Linked DNA regions of Mus musculus: region 2 is linked to region 1. A link is a contact called in public HiChIP or PLAC-seq data. All regions are on one chromosome and are shown on one strand. The core of a region is the stretch at or near the end of the contact, and the rest is flanking DNA. Distances in the headings are between cores, read along the strand shown.

Evidence for each region. HiChIP or PLAC-seq counts read pairs in DNA pulled down with a chosen protein or histone mark.
Region 2: a contact with region 1 is called in an H3K4me3 HiChIP or PLAC-seq map of bone marrow-derived macrophages, with 4 times the contacts expected there. The contact joins two enhancer-like sites. A contact is called at or near these places in 1 of 39 promoter capture datasets (hippocampal neurons), 11 of 115 datasets of contacts at active chromatin or transcription factors (the NIH/3T3 cell line, bone marrow-derived macrophages, embryonic basal ganglia and 6 more) and 2 of 9 other capture datasets (adipose tissue and liver).

What each region holds. Positions count from the first base shown.
Region 1 is chr6:72,875,149-72,879,340 of GRCm38.p6, forward strand. The region is part of intron 1 of Kcmf1 (potassium channel modulatory factor 1); the gene reads right to left. Among named protein-coding and RNA genes, the nearest start is that of Kcmf1, 23 kb to the right of the region's middle. Within about 2 kb of position 1,688, at least 7 of the 459 cell types and tissues checked have an H3K27ac peak or open chromatin away from gene starts, as enhancers often do. A contact at or near this core is called in bone marrow-derived macrophages, where this site is marked.
Region 2 is chr6:73,225,829-73,229,947 of GRCm38.p6, forward strand. Gm40377 (a long non-coding RNA gene) reads left to right here. Exons shown (of 3, transcript XR_869180.3): 3 at 1-6. Among named protein-coding and RNA genes, the nearest start is that of Gm40377, 5.1 kb to the left of the region's middle. Within about 2 kb of position 2,708, at least 60 of the 459 cell types and tissues checked have an H3K27ac peak or open chromatin away from gene starts, as enhancers often do. A contact at or near this core is called in bone marrow-derived macrophages, where this site is marked.

The DNA of each region.
Region 1 (4,192 bases), core at 438-2,937:
GTTCCTGAATTCTTCATTTTTCTCTTGCTACATTTTGTCATTAGTTATTTGGTCTATTCCACTTCTGTTTTTAAGAAACAAGGTTCCAGTTAGGGAGAGGCCTGTGATTGCCATCTGAGAGGCAGCACAGGCAGGTGGGTCTCTGTGAGTTCCAGGCCAACTTAGGCTTCACAGGGAGACCTATACAGCCCTGCCTCCAAAATCGATGGATGGGTGGGGAGCCTCCACATGTATGTATAGGCCAGCACACTCACACATGGATGATATAGAGAGACTTAATTGTCACATGAAAAATGTTTCCTGAGTGTATCCTAATCCATTCAAGTTGATACCTGAAGTTAGGCATCACAGTGGAACTAAAAAACAAATGCTCACCAAAACTAGAAATAATGTTTTATGTTTACATAAAAAAATAGAAGTAGGCATAATGTACACAAGCTGGGTACTGATGCCCAAGGATGCCAGAGGGTATTAGCTCCCTCCCCACAATCAAACTGGTGTTCTGGGCGGCTCCAAGCCTGGCTGTGAGCACTGGGAACTGAAGTCGGCCTCTGCAAGAGCAGTAAGCACTCTCAACCACAGCCATCTCCCCAGCCCCTTAGGCTTAAATACTTTTAAAGTTAGAGTTTTATTTCTATTTTTAGTGACCCTTTTCCTCTTCCAGATTTGTTTTATTTGAATGTGATTTGCCTGGATGTATAAATGTGCATCATGTGATGTGTGCCTGGTGTCAGAAAAGGGCATCAGATCTCCAGGGAACTGGAGTTATGAATGGCTGCAAATTACCACGTGGCTGCTGGAAATCAAACTTTAGACTGCTATAAAAGCCCTAGTTATCATAGAACTTATTATGTAGTCCAGGCTAGCCTCAAAGTCAAAGACATCTGCCTATCTCTGTCCTCCTAGGTGCTGGAATTAAAGGTCTACCACCTTATTTTTTGAGATAGTCTCTCTCACTATCTGACCCCAATAACCCTTAGACTGAGGTTACAGATAGATATGCTTGAGCAGAGAGGAGGATCTCTGAGTTCAAATCCAGCCTGGTCCACCTAGTAAGTTCTATCATAGCCAAGGCTATATAGTGAGACCCTGACTCTAAATAAAGTGCCATGTGTGAAGCTATTAACCAACACCAAGGCCCTGCCCCTCAAATCAATGTATATTATAATGTTTTTTGTTTTTACGTTCTGGTTGAGATCTACAAGTGAGCAGTCTTTAACCTGTTTTGAAGACAGTGCCTCATTTATTTTAAAAACATATTTTAATACCTGTTGATTGTCTGAAATATAGTTAACTTACATCATTAACTTAAATCTTTTTATCTACATTATGGTATGGTAACTATGGTAAAGTAGGTAACTATCTCCATCTACTTAAAATAAATGTGCTTTGATTGAAAAGAAGTTTTTAAAAAAAGTCATTCTGCTTTACAGAGTGCAAAAAACAGGCTACTGAGGCAGGAGGATCTTGAATTAGAGACAGGCTAGCTGGGCTACATAGTCAGACCCCATCTCTTAAAAAAAAAAAATTTAAAAAGAAGAAGAAAAATCAAAGAGAGTCTCAGAGCTACAGATACTAGAATGGAAACAGCGTTGTGAATGATAACTGTTTACTGACTAGGAGTAACGTGGATAAAGTAATGCATGTGAGCACGAGGCCTCTGTGTTTTCCAGCACTCACATCTAAACCACATCAGCAGTGCACGTCTGCAAGCTCAACCACAACTTCTTTAAACTGGAATAGAGTTGAAGAGATTCAAACTCTACGGAAATATGTATTTGTCCTATGACTTTTATTTCTATTATGTGCTTATTTTATAAGCACTATAAAATTTCTTATGCTGTATTTTATGCTACAGATCAAGGACAAATAATCCGGTAAACTAATATAGAAGCAGTGTCCAATTCTTGTGATTATAGGGAACAGAGCACACAGTTTGACATGTCTCGGATAAGGTCCCTCGGACTTCTGCTTGCAGCGTAAGGGTCTCATACCTTGTAATTCACTTCCCATACTCCAGACCCATTGAGCAATGACAGGGATGGCTGGGGAGAGAGGCTGACTGTCCACAGAACGGGTCATCTTATCCACTTGATTATTGAACTCCTCCTCGGCTGAAGTCACCTTTTGGTGAGCATTTACATGGGACACAAATATCTTCACATCCTTTGCCCATTTGGAGAGATCTATCCACATACTTCTTCCCCAGATGTCTTTCTCACCAATTTTCCAATTGTGATCTTTCCAAGTCCCTGACCATCCAGCCAATCCATTGGCTACAGCCCATGAGTCAGTGAATAATCGTACATCTGGCAATTTCTTCTTGCAAACAAACTGTAATACCATGTGTACTGCCCGAAGTTCTGCCCAATGTGAAGATTTCCCATCACCTGTGTCTTTCAAGGTTGTCCCAGAAAGGGGTTGTAATGCTGCAGCTGTCCACTTCTGGGTGGTGCCTGCATAACGTGCAGAGCCATCAGTAAACCAGGCTCTAGTCTTCTCCTCTTCGGTCAGTCGATCATAGGGAACACCCCATGAGGCTATAGGCACATGTTTGGCAGCAGATGGCATTGTAACAGGATTGTATCTTCTACCTTCCCATCTCTTACATATATGCCTTCTGCAAGTCATTCCCTCAATTGCTTTCTTGCCTTTTCTGTCTTAATTAAAAAACAAACTAAAAACCCTCTCAAACATGAAGAAATCCTAAATGCAGGCAGAGCATGATGGTCCATGCCTGTAACCTCAGTGCTCAGGAGGTGGGAACAGAAGGATCAAGAATTTAGGCCAGCCTTAGGAACCTGCTTTAGTTACAGCCTGTCTCAACAACCTGACCAAACAACAAACCCCAGAACTGGCAAGGTGGCTCAGCAGGTAAAGAGACTTGTCAGTTCTGAAGACCTGCATTTGATTTCTAGATCCACATGATACAAACAGAGAATGGACTCCCAGAAAACTCTCTTCTGACCTTTACTCATGTGCCACGACACACACGCGCGCGCGCACACACACACACACACACACAAGAGCTGTTGAAATGGCTCAGTGAGTAATGACTGAGTTTAATTCAGGGAATCCACATAGGAGAGACCCAACTACCACATGTCCTCTGACCTACATGTATACATTTTAAAAGGTAACAAAACTAAAATTAAAAAATTAAGGAGCCTCTTTGAATTTTAATTCATAAAATAGTAGCAAAACATGATTTTTTTAGCTCTTATAAAGTGTTCATTTATGAAAGTCACTGTGCTTCCTATCTTACTAGCCTCACTTGAGCAGTGCTTAGTGAGTGGGTAATAGTGGTTCCTAAGAGGTGCCATCAAAGCATGGCTGTTACAATGCTTCTGCCTAGAAGTTGGGAAGTGGCTGCCAGGTAGTCACTGTCTGCAATGTAATGGATGACAGCTGGTGAGCTTCCTACCTTTCACCTGGCTTCCAAATGGACCGGGGTGGGGGTGGGGTGGGGGGGACAGGACACACGACAAAAAAACTAACTTTGTACTTCTTTTGAACCAGCTGCATTTTACATGTAAATACTAAATATTTCTTTAGGCTTTAAAACACACATCATCAGCAATGCAACGTTTGGAATGTGATGGCCTTGAGTTGGTCACTAGGAGACAATGCTGGTAACAACACTGTGTAGTTCATGACTGCTAATAAAATGCTTAATTGCTCCAGAGCCATTATACCTTGGGCTGTTTGGGGGATCAAACTCAGGGCCTCTTGAATGTTTCTAAAGTATTCTTTCTATTACTGACTACACCCCAGGACTGAGAATTAATATTATAAAAGGCATTTGTTTTTATTTTTATTTCTCTGTCTTTGTGTTTGGGTGCCTGCAGAAGCAAGAGGGCTCTCTTTGGATCCCTGGAGCTGCAGTTACAGACACAAGCAGCCTGACATGCATGCTGGGAATTGACCTCAGTTCCTCTATAAGGGCAAGAAGTGTTCTTAACAGCTGAGGCATCTCTCTAGCCCAGGAAGACATTATTAAACAGTATTTCATTTTTCTTTAGTAGGGTTTCTGGTTATTTCTTTTTAGAACATGAGAATAAGATCTATTTATAGAAAATTTCCAGAAAATTTATTATAGAAAAGTGGTAAGAAACCCAACATCTCTAAGCACTATGAAAGAATGGTTCCAAGAGATTCACATCAGTGACTACGAGATGAGAGACAGTGTGCC
Region 2 (4,119 bases), core at 1,458-3,957, 350 kb after region 1:
CTGACTTCCCTCAATGATGAACTATGACCAGGAAGTGTAAGCCAAATAAATGCGTTTTTCCCTAAAGCGGCTTTTGGTCTGCATGGGCTTTTTTGGTTGTTTTGGGTCCTTTTTTTTTTTTTTCCAGCCACAGAGTGTGACTAGAAAACAGATTCTAGCCAAAGACAGCTAGATTGTAAAGAGGCTCGGGGAGTAGAAGTAACCTGTGAGAGAAGCAGTGTTCTGTACTGTGTGGACCACTGTTGATCACTGCACCTGCCCAGCTATTGTTTGCTATTAACACTAAAAGATGCCAGCCAGGCACGGTGGCACAGACATTTAGCCCCAGCACTCAGGAGACAGCCTGGTCTATAAGGTGAGTTCCTGGACATCCAGAGTTACACAGGCAGATAAATAAGCAAATACATAAATAAATGACATAGAATATGCCACCACAGCATCAGAGATGCAGCCCACGTTCCCCTTCTTTGGTAGCCATAATCTCTCATTCTGCCTGTGGGTTTTTTTCTCTCGGGTTACTTGACCTGTGAAATGGAACAGTCTATCGTCCCAGTTGTCAGAGAGACACGTAGTCTTTCCCCAAGGATTTCATTACTTACCGCAACAGAAATTACAAGTAGACACCATTACTAAAAGCACTTTTTAAAAAAGAAAAAGGCTAGGAGGCTCCGGTGGTATCTCAGCTGGTAATGTGCTTACCTTGCAAGCATGAACAAGACTTGAGTTTGCTGCCTAGAATCCACACGTGGGACCCTGGTAACGCTCGTGTTGGGGAAGCAGAGGCAGGCAGATTCTTGGGGCTCTCTAGTCAGCCACCCCAGCTTAATCAGTGAGCCTCAGGCCAACTAGAGACCTCCAAGGTGAACAGGGCCTAAGGAACACCACCCGTGGCATGCACATGCACTCACACTCACACTCACACTCACACACACAGTCACACACACACTCACACACATAACAGTCACACACAGTCACACACACATACACACACTCACACACACAATCACACACACTCAAACACACACACTCATACATACACTCACATACACATACATTCACACACATACACATTCACACACACAATCATACACACAACTCACACACACACTCACACACATAACACAGTCACACACAGTCACACACACATACTCACGCATTCACACACACTCATACACACACACTCATACATACACTCACACACACTCACATACACATACACACACACATTCACTCACATTCACACACATACTCATACATTCACACACACTCATACACACATACATACACTCACACACTCACATACACACACATACATTCACACACACACACATTCACACACACACTCATACACACTCATACACACACACACACACACGCACAGATATGACTTCATTTTTATAAGCGCTGACTTCATATAAACTCAGAAAGTATATGGTAGAAAGCCATAAATGTTCATGACATACATCTGTGTGATAGCCTTTGGCTTTTTATATTTTAAAATAAAGACTTTATGCTATTCTAAATATCAGAAAAGTGAGTGGGTGTAAAACTGACACAAGAAGGTACAAACTTTGGCAGAAATCAGGGTGGAACAGATCAGGGACAGGGTAATTTAACCTTCAATGAAAAGAAATGGTATCTGGCCCAAGAGATGGTCCAGTGGCTAAGCAGGCTTGCTGCCACAGCTGACAGCGGAAGTTCGACTCCCCAAACCCACACAGTGGAAGGGAAGAGCTGATTTCTGCAAGTTGTCATCTGACCTCCGCCACCACATACACAAAATAAATATTTAAAACCCCTTAAAAAAAACCGAGTCTGTTCTATGACAGTGAGAGGAAGATGGAGGGTGAAGTGAGCAAATCGGAAGATTTAGGTAGGGCCAGGTTCTATTTTCTTTATGAAGCAGGAGATATGAAGAAGGATAGATGGATAATGGTAAGGGAGAATTTAAATTTCAGGTCCTGTAGACCTTTGGAAATTGTGTTTACGGTTGTGTATACATATTGTTTTCTATAAATGTGATCACTTCTTAAAGGACTCTGTGATCGATTTTTCCTCAGACCTGGGAAGGTGGTCTCTATCTCTTAGCTTTGTGTGTGTGTGTGTGTGTGTGGGGGGGGGGGGGGGGGCGTCGGCTTTGCAAGGTTTCCTGATGCATAGTTTGTTCCTTTGGCGCCATCTTGTGGTCAAATGAATATACTACAAAATAAGTTAGGAATTGTGGCTCTAGTAGTTTCTTAGACTTGTAAAAAACTTGAGAGATTAGTTTCTCAGAAGTTATGAAAGTCAATAATTATTACTATATTTTCTTGTAGTTGAGACATTGTTTATATATATATACATATATACATATATACATATATACATATATACATATATACATATATACATATATACATATATACATATATACATATATACATATATACATATATACATATATACATATATACATATATACATATATACATATATACATATATACATATATACATATACACACACACACACACACACACACACATATATATATATATATATATATATATATATATGATAAACCATGGTCAGTCTTGGGTAGTTCTATTCTGGGAATTAAAAGTTTTTGGAAGGGAAACATCCCCTTTTCTTCAGAGGATTCCAGTGTGCAATCAAGTCCCAGAGCCTCTGGCTTAAGTCCTTAATCTTCACAGTGTGGTTTGCGGGCTAGTAGCATTGTGTCATCTGGAACTTGTTAGATACACAGGCTCTAACTTCCTGCCTCCAACTCCCGAGTCAGCCAGCACCACATTTCGAAAGCAGCAATTCCTGCATGTTAAGTTTTAAGGGCTGTCCTGGACAAAGGGTCTCTAGAGTACTCAAGTTAGGAGTGGTGCCCAGCAAGTAGGCGTTTCCTCCCCTCCCTTCTTTCCTCTCTCCCTCCCTTCCTTTCTCTCTTTCTTTCTTGTTGTTGCAAATATTTAATCTCAATCAGGGGTTTCTACCCAGCCTTTGATCATTCAGTTCTCAGATAAAAGATACACAACCTTTATATGCACTAGAGCTGGGTAGGTATCTACCCTCTGAGCTATTAGAATCTATTTCCCCATCAGTAACCCCGAGTTATAACTTGCTGTGTTCCAACTGGGCAGCTCTTAACTCCAGTTGGCCATTCCTTGGGGCCATGTTTTCATGACACACCCACCCCATAGCATCTTCTCCTCTCTCCGTATCCCCACCCTGCTCCCAGGGCTCCTGCCTCAGACTCCCAGCCAGGGAACCAAAACCCCACCTACCTCTCTTCTGCCCAGCTATAGGGTGTCAGCATCTTTATTCAACCAATAGTTTTAAGTTAAGTTAGTTAGTGGATTCACTAATCCCTGGAGGCAACCAGGCGTTGAGGGCCAGTATTTAGCATTACAACACATAGCAAAAGACAAAACCTCAACTGCCTTCCTTCCTTCTTTCCTTCCTTCCTCTCTTTTTCTTATAACACAGTGTTTGTCTGTGTAGCTTCTTGGCTATCCTGGAACTCTGTAACCAGGCTGGCTTTGAACTCAAGAGATCCGCTTGCTTCTGCCTTCTAAATGCTGAGATTAAAGGCTGCACCACCATGCCTGACTGGGTTTCTCCTGCAGAACGTATGTTACTCTATGACCCTGTGAGAAGACTTTTACTGTAAGAAATCCCGTCTGTGGCAGAGCCATCAGCTCTCTTCTGCAGTATCCTCACGATCTCCTTTAACACATTTGAGGACAATAGCATTCTTCCCTCATTTCTTCTCTGAGCCTTTACCCTCCTAAACACCCTGTGTCTTAGGTCTACGTACAACACTTTTGCAGAACTTTTTTCTGGTAATTCCACAATAAAAATGACTGTCAGAACTGAGGGTGACCAATCTTCTGACTGATAGAAAGTAACAAGGAGCCACAAGAAACTCTAGAAAGAAAAATGATTCTCTTCTATGTTTGTTATGTCATAACATATCTGTAAACTCAAAGTCCCTGTTCCTGCCCCTGCTACTGTCGCTTACTCTTTTCTGATTGGCCACATCATGCTGAAAGAACCTAGTGGGGAAACCCCCACTCAATTGTCGTTCGGCACGCACCCAAGAATCACGAACAGACAACCACGAACAGA